Linked DNA regions of Mus musculus: region 1 is linked to region 2. The links are chromatin contacts, called in public Hi-C maps. All regions are on one chromosome and are shown on one strand. The core of a region is the stretch at or near the end of the contact, and the rest is flanking DNA. Distances in the headings are between cores, read along the strand shown.

What was found. Hi-C and Micro-C count contacts between places; a contact is called where the count stands out from the background.
Region 1: a contact with region 2 is called in a Hi-C map of cortical neurons, with 4 times the contacts expected there. The contact joins two enhancer-like sites. A contact is called at or near these places in 8 of 484 Hi-C or Micro-C datasets (B cells, the G1E-ER4 cell line, the N1E-115 cell line and 5 more), 1 of 115 datasets of contacts at active chromatin or transcription factors (pancreatic cancer cells) and 1 of 9 other capture datasets (embryonic stem cells).

The regions. Positions count from the first base shown.
Region 1 is chr11:75,288,191-75,294,920 of GRCm38.p6, reverse strand. It overlaps a transcript of Gm35117 not described here. Among named protein-coding and RNA genes, the nearest start is that of Gm35117, 17 kb to the right of the region's middle. Within about 2 kb of position 3,835, at least 29 of the 459 cell types and tissues checked have an H3K27ac peak or open chromatin away from gene starts, as enhancers often do. A contact at or near this core is called in cortical neurons, where this site is marked.
Region 2 is chr11:74,873,357-74,879,569 of GRCm38.p6, reverse strand. The region is part of intron 2 of Sgsm2 (small G protein signaling modulator 2); the gene reads left to right. Among named protein-coding and RNA genes, the nearest start is that of Mir6926, 8.3 kb to the right of the region's middle. Within about 2 kb of position 2,554, at least 120 of the 459 cell types and tissues checked have an H3K27ac peak or open chromatin away from gene starts, as enhancers often do. A contact at or near this core is called in cortical neurons, where this site is marked.

The DNA of each region.
Region 1 (6,730 bases), core at 2,586-5,085, 410 kb before region 2:
CGTGGTGCAGAGGTCATTTCTATTGGCCTAAAATTTTAGAGGCTTCTGGGCTTGCCTCGGGAAGCTGATCAACCCTAAACATAGGCTTGGGGTGCAGGGCTAGCCTTCTGCAGATGCAATTGTTCTCTTGCCCCACCCCACCCCCACCACTTCTACCTCTGGCCTCCTGCACTGTTTGTTTAAAATCTGAGTAGTTTTATAAGCTACATCTCCATAAAGCGAGCTCTCTTCTGATGGGCTCTCCGGGCAGCAAGCCCTCCATAAATGAACCACTAATTAAGAAGAGAAAAAAAAGAAAATGGTTTGCCCAGCTTAGCCATGCCTCAAAACTCCCATCAATTCAGAAGATGGCACCATCCTCCTTCATAGCCAAGATATTAATATTCTTTTGTCTCATATCAGAGTTAGCCTAGCAATTGGGGTGTTGGCTTGTGTCCCCATTCCTGTCTCACGCTCTTAAGAGGAGGATTTGTTCCCATGGACTTTTCTTTCTGTGAGAAAATCCTTATTAAAGTTACTCTTGAAGGATCAGACCCACGCCAAGCCTTCCTGGTTGAAAGCCGGGCTGTGGGAAGCAGGTCCATTTGCAGTGTAGGCACGCGCAGGCTTTCCGGGAAGATGCCTGTCAGTCAAATGGGGCTCGTGGCGTGAGGGCCTGAGCCGCGCTCTCTGGGCTCTATCTGAGGACGAATTGAAGGTGTTAGCGGGCTTAACTGGGCTGCATCACTCACGGCCTATGTGCACAGCCATATGCTGCCCGTGCTCCTAATGGAACCTTTAGCTCCCGGAGCCAAGGCTCATTCTGTGTGTTATTAAAGTGCGGGTGACTAGGAAATGCAGAGCCCTCTTAATTAGAGAGCAACATTCTTGCATAGTCGCAGCGTTCCCTTCATGGCGTAATTGTCACAGCAAATTACCAGTTAGGTTAAATATTGAGCTGGTAACTCTTGGAGCTTCAATTATTCGCTCCACCCTACCCGCCCCATCCCGCCCTGTCCTCACCGTCACCTGCTAGCCTGCACTTCTGACTTGATCTTCTGCCAAGTGGTAGCTTTTAAGTGAGGCTTAGAGAAGATACACTTTACAGCAGGAGCAATAAATCTGGCTTTGGGCGAGTTATAAGATGCCAGGAACATCTGAGGGAAGGGTGGGTGCAATTTTTGCTTGGTGCGTGGTGGGGGAAGGCATGTTGCTGGGTCATCTAACTCCAACTCTAAAACTACCAGGACCCTCAGTATATCTAACCTGGGTGTCTCCCATGTGAGACGCTACAAGAAATGTAAAGGAAATAGAAACTGTGGTTCCTTCTCACAGCTTTAATGCAAGAGAAGGCTCACCAACAGAACACTTGATAAACAAGTAGTTCCAAGGAGTAGTTCCAAGTATGTGGGGTGAGAGAGTCCAGTGGAGGGGGTCTTGCAAATTACCAGCTGTCGTTGTGAAGACGCAAAGCATGCATAGGCAGGAGGAGGGGAGGCCCGTTTCAAACCAGGATGGCTTACTGAGCAGGAGAATGTGAGTCAGATACAGGGGATACCTGGGAAATTGAGTGTTGGATCTTTGTAGAGAAATAATAAATGAGATTGCTGAGCGCCAGGAGAATGGCCTAGACCTTGATTTCTTTGGGGCTTAATACTTAAGCCCTGTGGAATTCGGGCCTCTATGAGTGTCCTTTGTCATTAATCGGCCTTTTTGGTGTTCCTCGAGCTGGTGTTCTTGCAAGCCAGGTACACAGGCAGACTGCTCGAGCGCAGTTACCCCTGCTTCACCGACTAAATCGCAGAGGCAATCCTGCAGGGGATGTTATTGGAGTGTTGTACACTCAATTCCTCACAAGCTTCACGCTGGGCTGCTCATTTCCTTTGGACAAAGATAGACCGGCTCCCTCTCTTGTTGATGGAATGAAAATTCTCTTGCATTATGGCTCATGTGATAACTTGGGTGGCGGTGGTGTGGGATAATGAAGAGTCTCTTAATGGCTCTAGTTAAACCCGGTAATATCACTCTGTCAAACTTCAGCTGACTGTGGGAATCCAACCTACTTTTATATTCCTAAATGTCTAAAAACCCGCCATGGGCATCTTCAAAGCGCTAATAAGGAGGCAGCCCTCATCTGTCTATTTCTGGGAGTGTACCTATAAACCAGTGCTCATTTCTTGATCCCAGAATTGTGCCTCTTCCGACTGCAGCTCCCCAGCCCAAGGTTAGCTTCTGCCCACAGGCTTGGCTGCAGAAATGGTTTCAGCCACATCACCCATCTCAGGCTTCTAGCCACTGGCATGCTGGTTTAGCACCCCCAAAGGAAGAGAACTCATTTTATTCTGGAAAAGGGGGAAATGAATTTGCTTCAGGAACTGCCTAGGCCTAATTACTCTGCAAGCAGGGTTTGCTGGGGAAAGCGCATGTGCACATGTCTGCCGGTGTGTGCATGCCTGTGCCTGAGCTGCAGGGCACGTGCTCTCTCAGTGATGGCGGCTGTGCGCCGCTCATGTTGGTCTACCTCTCTCACACACCTTAGGATGACTGGTGGACCTGACCACCTTGCAAACCCAGAAAACTCACCACATTGGCTCCCAGATGAAGATGTAGCCAAGTGGGGTGGGACGATCAAGGATATTTGTCTATATATTTGGACCAATCAGAAAATGGGGGCCACGAATTGAAGAAGAGGAAATGGGAATGAGGGAGGAAGACTCGGGAGGGAAAGAGGTCATTCTAGCCTAAATTAAATAATGCAGATGAGAATTATGAACACGGATAAGAGCAATAATTCGGCAGCCAGAACTACAAGACCCTGACAAACGGCTCTCTGGAGAAACGGGCCGCCTCCTCGCCTGGAAGTCAGGGATGGGGGTCTCTCCACCAACCCAGGGCTGGAGGCAGCGCCTGTGGCTGCCTGATTTAGCCTGGAAGTTAAAATCGCTGAAGCAGTTTATAGAAACACCAGAGTGAGCTGCAGCGCACAATCAGTAGGCAGGATCCAAGATGATGGCATAAATGTTTCAAATGTGCTCAGGGTAATTAGTTTTGAATTACCATGTGCATATTTTAAACATTTAAATGATCATCCCAGGTTTTCGAAAACAGTTTCACAAAGCTTGATGTCGCTCCCCCTCCCGGAGCGGCCTCCCCACGGGAGAGCATAGTGCGACTGTGCTGGGACTGAGCCAAGTGAAGAGAGCTCTTCTGCGGCTCCAGCCGGGATTGGTGAGCGGCGGGAGCCTCACTAAACCCTCGGATAAAGGCGGATTAGGCCTCAGCCCTGGGTCTTGGTGCAGCTGGCTCGCCCTGGCCGTTCCTTCCTCTAGCCAATGTCAGCTGTGCCAGTTTTCCAAAATGATTGGTTCAGTCTTTAAGTTTTCTATTGTGCATGAAAATGCAGTTCCATTTTGGGTACACACACACACACACACACACACCCTCCGTTTCTCTGCCTCTGCCTTATTTTATGAATCCTTAGACTGCTGGGAAACTTGAAAATTTGACCAACCAAGTCGGAAATGAGTTTGGGTGGTTTTAAACAATGACCTTGTCCTCTGGTCACCGGGAGCCAAACTTCAGTCCTCCTGGTATGCAAATAGCAATTTCTAAATCCCTGATTCAAGAAAGCAGTGAGAAGGGCCGGAGATCCATGCTACCATCTGCTAGGACCTTACTTGCCTGTAACAGGAGTCCGAGAGTCTTTGAGAGCAATCCACTCTGGTATCTTACAGAGCCCCTTTCAACCTCCAGAGAGAAACTGTTTAAAGTCAGGTCTGTAACTTTAGGTACACAGCCACTAGGACAATGCCTCCCGACTGCTTTCTCTCCCTGCAATACAAGGTTTCTCCAGCAGGTGGAGCTGGGAGATAAAAACTATGAGCCTGTGCCGGGTTCCTTTGAGTAGGAGCTATCTCTGCTGAGATCCTGATTGAATGAAAATTGTTCATTATGCAAACTGTCTGGTTCAGTACACAGAGGCAGCCCCCAGGCGCAAACCCCAAGTAGTTGCTTTTTTTCCTCCCCAGATTAAAACATATGAACTGCTTTGATGTAATCTTATAACAAAGCCTAATAGAAATTTTATTTCTTCTGAAGTTTCCTGTCATTTCTTATTGCCCCCCTTCGTCTGTCCTATTAATACCCTTACAGTCAAGGATATGCTGCTCTGAGTCTAGACTGTATCTGCGGATGAGAACAGTGTGTTTTCCTCTACAATGGATTGAGGTATTTAAATATAGCTACACTGCTTTGGATATGTTTAATCTCCTGGTTTTTGCCCCCCACCCCTCACCACTATTGCTATTTATCATTTTAATGGAATGCTACAGAGTGGCACATTATGCAATGTGTTTAAATTGATAAATTATATTAGAAAAATATCGGATGGGGGTTCTTAATGGTAAGTGGGTTTTTGTGGAAATATTTCCTCATTAGTAGTTCAGCTCCTTGCAGGGTAGAAATTCTAAGGATTTGGGAATAAGCTATATTTATGACCTATTTGGCTAATTAAAATTAAAGCATAATTTTAGCATGAAGTTCCTGCAAGACTTTGCAGAGAGGGTGGAGAAAGAAACTTGCCCAAATCCTGTTACTTTTAAATGTCAGTTGCCATAACAACTTCGCATGAGCCATATTTTTTTTTTTTTACTTGAACATTCCTTTTAGGATTCGGTTGCTATAATAATTTGCCTCGGCTCTTTTTAGGAGGCATATTTTCCTATTTTCCTTTTGTGATCATTTCAAAGCTCTCATTACTGTAACAACAAAAAAAATGACCATGTAAACCTCAACTCTCCATTTTTCCATGTGCAGGCCCAGAGTGGTCCCCAAAATAGAAATGTGGTCTATGGAGAATTCCTTTCTAGAGCAAGCTCTCCAGACCAGGGGGCAAAGCAGAGCTCTAGGGATCCATTGTTGCTGGAGCCAGCTCCTTCTGGCTAGGAATGATTAAGCCCACAGATTTGTTTTTGTTTTTTGTTTTTTTTTGTTTTTTTTTTCTTTTTGAGACAGCATCTCATTCTATAGCTCAGGCTGGGCTCAACACAAAATCCCCCTGCCTCTGCCATCTGAGTGCTGAGAGCATCGCTGGCATGAGCCACCACATCCGAGCAGGTTTATAAAAAATGTTTCATATGTATGAGTGTTTTGCCTGCGTGTATGTTTGCACCACATGTGTTCTTGGTGCCTGAGAAAACCAGAGAGGGCAACAGATTCCCCTCTAGGACTTGAATTATAGACAGCTTTGAGCCACCATGAAAATGTTAGGAACGGAATCTGGGTCCTCTGAAAGAGCAGCTAGTGCTCTTAACTGCTGAGCTATTTCTCCAGCCCCCTCAACAGAATTTTTTTAAAGCATGACTTTTTTTTAAAGCATGTCTGTCCTCTAGGGCTTGGGGCTCTGATGGGTATTGAACTTAGGATTCCACACATGCTGGACCAGCACTTGCCTTTGAGTTGACATTAACCTGGTGCCCCAGGCATTTTGCATTAGACAAGGACCAGACCAAACCTCTCAAAAAAGGATGAGTTCTTCTACCTCTGAAGACCCACTGACATGGTGGTTGGCAGAGCCAGTGGTATTTGATCACGGAATGGAACAATGCCCAAAGTCCTTACAGCAGAGTAAAGTCCAGCACCCTTCTCTCTCCAATTTGGCTGCTAACCTTAATTAGACACTAAGACCTTGGAAAAGCACCTGTGACTGAGGCCTGTTCTGGCCACAGGCACACTAGAGTGGATGAGCCCTGCCAGCCCTCCAGACTCTGCAGGACAGCTGTCACTGCTGTGGTCTGAAGAAAGGGAAAGACGTTTCATTTCCAGGTTTGTGGCTCCACCTCTGAGGTGGAACCTGGCTGCTCCTGCTGGCCTCCTGTGTCCCTGGCCAAATCTGTAATCAAGTCTGGGCAGCTTTGGTGGCACACTGGGCAGCTTTGGTGGCACACTGGGCAGCTTTGGTGGCACACTGGGCAGCTTTGGTGGCACACTGGCTCTTTCCGTGTTCATATCAGGGTTATCTATCTCCCTCGCCTGCCTTTTCCCCTCCCTTCCCAACGATGGTAGATTTTGAGTGGCCATTCCTTTGATTTATTTATTTTTAACATTTATCCACTTAGTGTGTGTGTGTATACACATTCATGCGTGGGCTGTGGCATGTGCGTGGAGTTCAAGCGTCATTTCTCTCCTTCCACCATAAGCTCAAGGGACCAAACTCAGGTCATCAAACTTGGCAGCAAATGACTCAGCACAGCGAAGCATCTCCCCGGCCCCTCTTGTTTCGTTTTGTTAAGACAAAACTTCATGTTGCCCAAGCTAGCTTTGAACTTACTGTAAGTGCAAGGATAACTCTGAACTTCTGGTCTCCCTGTGCAGAGATAGGTATACCTCCACACCATGCTAAACAGATACTACCATACTGGGCTTATGCCCGTGCTGAAGATCAAATCCAGAGCTTCGTGCATGCAGGCCTCTAATGGAACCACATCCCCAGCCTGAGTGGCCGTTTCTTTCCAGGCCTGAAACTGATTTGATCAGAGGGAACTCTGCAGGGGCGGCGGTGTAGTTGAGGGAAAGAGGCTGCATGATGAGTCCTGCCTCAGTCCCGGAACCCGCCTCGTACCTGCCATCCTGTACTGTGAGGATGCATCTATTTTTTTCGACTTCAAAGGAGGGAAGTGAAGAGAGGCCGCAATGATTTGTAAGAGAAAGCACAGACCCTTCTATAATCATGCAGGGGATAACAGTCACAGTA
Region 2 (6,213 bases), core at 1,305-3,804:
AGTTCTTTTTTTCTACCGTGTGAGGCCTGGGGATCAAACTGCGATCGGCTGGCGTAAGCACCCTTGCCTATGAGCCATCTTACAACCCAGAACATTTAGTTTTTGAATTAATTTTGATCATTACATGTTTTATTATTCCCAGAGGTTTTGTGACACCCTCCCACATTCATTCACGCACCCCACACAAGGTCACATCCCTCACGCAGCCCACAGGAGGTTACGTCTCACAGTTTACAGATTAAAAATCTGCCACAGCACATTTAGGAGCTGAGGTCCACAGTGTGACAAAGGAGCACCCAGCTTAGGGTTGCTGTAGGAGAGATGGCTCAGTGGCTAAGAGTATTGGCTGCTCTTCCTAGAGGACCTGGGTTCAATTCCCAGCACCCACATGGCAGCTCACAACTTTCTTTAACTCCAGTTCCAGGTGATCTGACACCCTCACACAGACTTACATGTAGGCAAAACACCAATGCACATAAAATAAAATAATCCTTAAAATTTTTTTTAAAAATTTAGGAGCTGGGCGTAGTGGCTGCGCTCTCTCTCTCTCTCGATTTATTTATTTATTTATTTATTTATTTAATATGAATACACTACAGCTGTCTTCAGACACAGAGAAGGCTTTGGATCTCATTACAGATGTTTGTGAGCCACTATGTGGTTGCTGGGAATTGAACTCAGGACCTCTGGGAGAGCAGTCAGTGCTCTTAACCGCTGAGCCATCTCACTAGCTCCCAAGCATTGGCTGCTCTTGTAGTTTTATTCCCAACACCCACATCAGGTCAGGTGGTTCACAAACCACGTGTAGCTCCAGTTCCAAGGGATCCAACCCCCTCTTCTGGCCTGTCACATGCACATGTTCAGATGCGTGCACACACATATGCACATAATTAAAAAGAATAATCTTTTTAAAAAGAAGGGGTATGGAGATGGCTCCGCAGGTAAAAACACTTGCCACTCAAGGATGTGAGTTCAATCCCCAGGAAAGGGGTGAGAACTGGGCTTACAAGGCTGTCCTCTGACCTTCATACATGCTTGCGCGCACAACACACACACACATTTAATTTAATTTTTTTTTAAAAAGAGTTTAGGCCGGGCGTGGTGGCGCATGCCTTTACTCCCAGCACTCGGGAGGCAGAGGCAGGCGGATTTCTGAGTTCGAGGCCAGCCTGGTCTACAAAGTGAGCTCCAGGACAGCCAGGGCTATACAGAGAAACCCTGTCTTGAAAAACCAAAAAAAAAAAAAAAGAGTTTAAAGCCTGACAAGCCTGACTGGAAGATGGCTTAGTGGGTAAAACTGCTTACTGCCAAACCTTATGACCTAAGTTGTATCCCTAGAACACACATGGTCGAAGGAAATGACCACCTCCACTGCCCCTGGCCCCACATGGTAGATTGTACATGTGCACGTTGGTATACATGCATGTTCACACACACACACTAAATAAGTGATTTAAAACATTTTAAAGCCAAGTGGTTGTGGCACATGCCTTTAGTCCCAGCACTCAGGAGATAGAGGCAGGCAGGCTTCTCTGAGTTCAAGGCCAGCCTGGTCTACAGAGAGAATTCTAGGACAGCTATGGTTACACAGAGAGACCCCATCTCAAACAAACAAAAGACTTCCTGCTGGGCTGGAGCTCAGAGTATACTTGCTTAGCATATCTGAGATTCTGGGTCCAATCGCTAGTTGAAACAAATAACGCTTTTTTTTTGTATTTTCTCTGTGGCTTTGCCAACATTTCTTCCACCTCCCAGCCTTTACCCCCATTGATTGGTATCTCCTGCCACCTCCTTCCATGGTGGGAGGAAGGTGCTCGTAGTATGTATAAACAGAGCACTCAGAGTCAGCAGCAAATAGCAAGTTATCTCAAGTTGTGCCTTGAACCTACATCTGAAATAATAATGTGCTTATATGCATAGTTCTTCTCTTACCATCAACTGATTTGAGGTCATTGAAGCACCAACCCTTGAAACTATATGTTTCTCTGAACCTGACCTCCCTCTACAACAGTATCTTTCTAGTTGAGTACTAGGATTTAAAACAAACAAACAAACAAGGCCCCACTGAGTATCCATGGCTGGCCTGAAACTCAATATATAGACTAGGCTAACTTTAAAGTCAGAGATCTGCCTGCTTCTGCCTGGAATAAAAGGTGTGCACCACCATGCCTGGCTCTAGAGTTGTTTCTGGGGTTTTTTTTTTTTTGGTGTATGGTGTGTGTGTGTGTGTGTGTGTGTGTGTGTGTGTGTGTGTCTGTCTGTCTGTCTGTCTGTTGTCTGTGTGTCTGTGTAGCTGGGGGTTGAACCTTGATCTTGAAGCAGGCTAGACAAGCATCTACCCTAGAGCTCTACCCTCAGCCCTGTGAATCTTACTTAACCTTAGGTGGCTGAGAGAGGATTTTGACTTTGAAGAGCAGGTCTCACACCAGCTGCATTGTGGGTGGGGCCGGGCCAGCCTGTCTTCTCAATCAGCTGCTTTCCTAGGCCGACCTGAGGGTTGCTTGAGACTGAGGCTGAGTCGTAATGGGAAGTGGGGGTGGAGCCTGGAACTGGGAATAACACAGGGCTTTATTAGCCAGCTCCCTGTTGCTAAGCAGCTGTCATTAGCCAGTTAGATCTCCCCTGCCGCGAGTGAGCTCCTTCGGGGAATGGCAAAGAGATACTAATAAGTCGGGAGAGCAGCAGCTGCTGCAGGAGGTTGCATCCCACCTGGGATAGATACTGCAGCCAGAGATGCTTCTGCACGTTTTGTGATTCAGACTCCAGGCGGTTGCTAGCTAGCCTGACTCTTTTCAGCAAAAGGGACTCTTTCCCTCCTGCATCCAGTGAATAGCTTATTCTCAGACTGTCTTCTGCTTTCCATCCAGAAATGAACAAGTTAAGTAGCTCTTCAGCTATGGTAAGGAAGGAAGGCAGATGTCCAAAGCAACTGGTTTCTTTCCTCCTGTGCTAGAACTTAGCCAAGGTCATGTGGTTTGGTCCAGTGATGAGATTTTGGAGTCAGACGGACCAAGGTTTGCATGCTGTTCATGTCTAACTCATAGCCAGTTAGTTGTTTATTTTCTCCCCTGAGCCTGTCCCCAGAAGATAAATTCCAGCACTGGAAGAGCTCCTCGGGGCTAGGGGTGGGTGGTTAGCTCAGTGATCAGGCTCTGGAGATAAAAAAACTCAAAAAGAGCCATGTAAGCAAAGCATGTAACGTGGTATCCAGGGACACCTTGTTCTCGAACCGTCGCCGGAAACCTTCCTCAGAAATAACCCGGGGTTCCTAGGAGTCCATGTTCTGGCTACCTGGGGAAATCTGAAATCTGGGCACACAATCGGGAAGGAAATGAATCATATCGAGTAATTGATATTAGGGTTGGACATTATGATCCACTTATAATCCTAGCACCCAGATTGGGGAGGTATAAACAGGAGAACTACTGTGAATTTGAGGCCATCCTGGTCAACATGAGTTCTAGGTTAGCCAAAGTAATACAGCAAGACTGGTTCCAAAAAAGGGGGAAAAGTCGTTATTGTTGTTCAGTAAAGGTATGTATATTAGTTGGGTCAAGAGTCTAAAAGTTACCTCAAATAATCCAAAAATAAAGCTGGCCATGGTGGCTCACACCTTTAATCCCAGCACTCAGGAGGCAGAGGCAGGTGCATCTCTCTGAGTTCAAAGCCAGCCTGGTCCACAGAGTGAATTCCAGGACAGCTAGCTAGGATAACACAGAGAACCCTTATCTCAATCAATCAATTAAAAAAAAAACCTATCTTAATAAATAAAAACTAGTTACATGTGGTTTAGCTGAAATAAAATTCAACTGATACCTGTTAGCTATTTTAAATTGAGCAGTAGGTCTATGGGAGAGCCTTACTTTTGTGTATGCTTGAAATCTCCCTCAACCAAATGAGTTTTAAGGAGAAGGATAAGCTGGGACATGCAGCTCTCAGGGGCTGTCTTGATCCAAAAGTTTGTGCTACACAGATTGGTTGCTGGCCTCTGGGGTCTACCCAGGAACGGAGTCTAGAGGAACAGGGACATTGTAGAGTAGTATCACAGCCACAGTCATCTGACAGGGCACATGGTGACCAAAGACTCTAGGAGATAGTGGGACTCTTGCCACTGCGGAAATGTGGTCAGCTTTTGCACAGAGGAAGGCTGTGTCTCTTGTCACATTGTCCCTTTAGGGCAAGGCAAATGAGCGCCTGTGGCCTGGTTCTCATTTCTCACCTCTATTCCAGAAAGCCAGACCAATTCTTTCTCCTCCTCAGCAAATCTATAGGGGAATGTTGTTGTCTTATCTGGGGAGTTGAGCAAAGCTGAGGGCCCCAGAGTTGAAGTAAAGTCAGTATCACCTTGTAGGATGAGAGAAAATGTGTCCCAAACAGAGGGAGGATGTCCACTGTGAGTGCAGGCTGTCATTACCAAACCCAGGGCAGAAATGGGTAATCAGAGATCTGAGGTGTGGAAAGAGAGGGAGCTGGGGGAAGAGAGGCCCGTGGTGCCTGAGGGCAGCCTTTCTGCGGCTCCTGCTCCACCTGCAGCCAAGCTCCAACTTGTGGCAGTTTCAGAGTTCCACTGGGAGCTTGCTCCACTCCTTCCATCCCCTCCCCTGCCAGCCAGCCAGCTCCGCCTGTCTCCACTGTCACCAGCCTGGACCAGTACAGCAAAACTCTGCTCTGGGTGTTGCCCCCACAGCTCCAGGACCAGGTTGTGGATGACTGCTCCACCCACACTCTCCTCCCTCAGGTTCTCCATGGCAACTACAACCCAACTCCCCCACTGCACAGATGGCATTGGGGAGAAAGGTGAAACTGAGCCAGAGGTAGTGTGCCTGCTTCTCTCCACGCTTACCTTCCTCAACTCCTCTTGGTCCTTAGGCCAGCTTCCTGCGGTGCTGTGCTAATTGTGAGTGCTGGATCCCTCTCCTAGCACAACTGGGTAGTCCTCTGAAGGCCATTTAGTAAGTGCCACAGTTGCCAGGACTTTTAATTGCTGAGCAGAGATGGAAATACAAATGTATATGCGCCTGAGTCACAAGGTGGACTCATCTCATAGACCTTCCTGACGTCTTCCCTGTTTCTGAGGGCCCTTCCCAACCACTGTATTAGCTTCCGTCCATTTTTGTGAGTGCCTGAGACTCAGGCTTGTCATAGCACGTAGAACTGTTTCTCTCCCTGCCAGGCTCAGGTTACCTGCTGCAGATTTTAGCAGGTACTGGCTAAGCGTGAGGATGGAAACCATTTGCTGCAGGAGCTGGGGAGAGAGTGGGTAGGTGCTACGGCCAGAGCAAGCATCTGGGGTTGATTCTCCCCAAGACTGGAGAGGGTCTCCAGCATCACCTCACCCTGGGAACCGTTGGTGGTCACCTACTCTATTGTTAGTATCATCTTGAGCTGGTAACTTATTTACCTGCTTCTGAAATCAAAGCTATATGAAAGTAGCACCCCTTTCCCTGCAGCATTCACGCCCCCCCTCCCCAACACACAGCACCTTTGCGTGGGTACCCAGTTAGAGGGTTGGTTATGTCACTAGTTTTGGTTGTGAGCCCAGCTTTTAATGGCTGAGGCATCTCTCTAGCCTATTGTTACTGTTTTTAAAACCCAATAAAGATGTGAGTAAACATGGCGGCACACACCTGTCATCTCAGTACTCCGGAGGGAGAAGCAGAGGGTTAGAAGCTTAGAGATCTCTAGGCCACATGAGAGCCTGTCTCGGGCCCATGCTGCCTCCTTTATTTTAAAATGATTCACACAGAGACTCACTGTGTAGCCCAGGAGTACCAGACTTTACAGGCATAAGCCACCACACCTGGCTCTGCCCACTCTTTGTAAGCAGAAGGTGCCATGCAGTGACACCATCCTGTACCTTGCTTTTTTAAGTTTCCCCTGTTGGTTCCTAGAGAGCATCTCATTGTTTCTTAGAGCTGAATGCTACTCTCCTGTGTGAACAAACCATATTTATTTGGCCTGACCCCTGCTGATGGACACATGGGTGGTTTCTAGTTCTTTACTAGTATAACTAATTGTGCACTTACACCACTAGGAAAAAATCCCAGAAGAAGGATTGCTGGGCCAAAGGTTTTCTGCACCTTTCATTGAAAATACCAAATTGCTAAATAGGAATGATGTCACTAACCCTCCCACCAGCAACATAATAGCAGTAAACCTGACTTCCTGTATCTCTCCATCTTTGTCCTTCAAGGTTTCTATTCTACATCATAG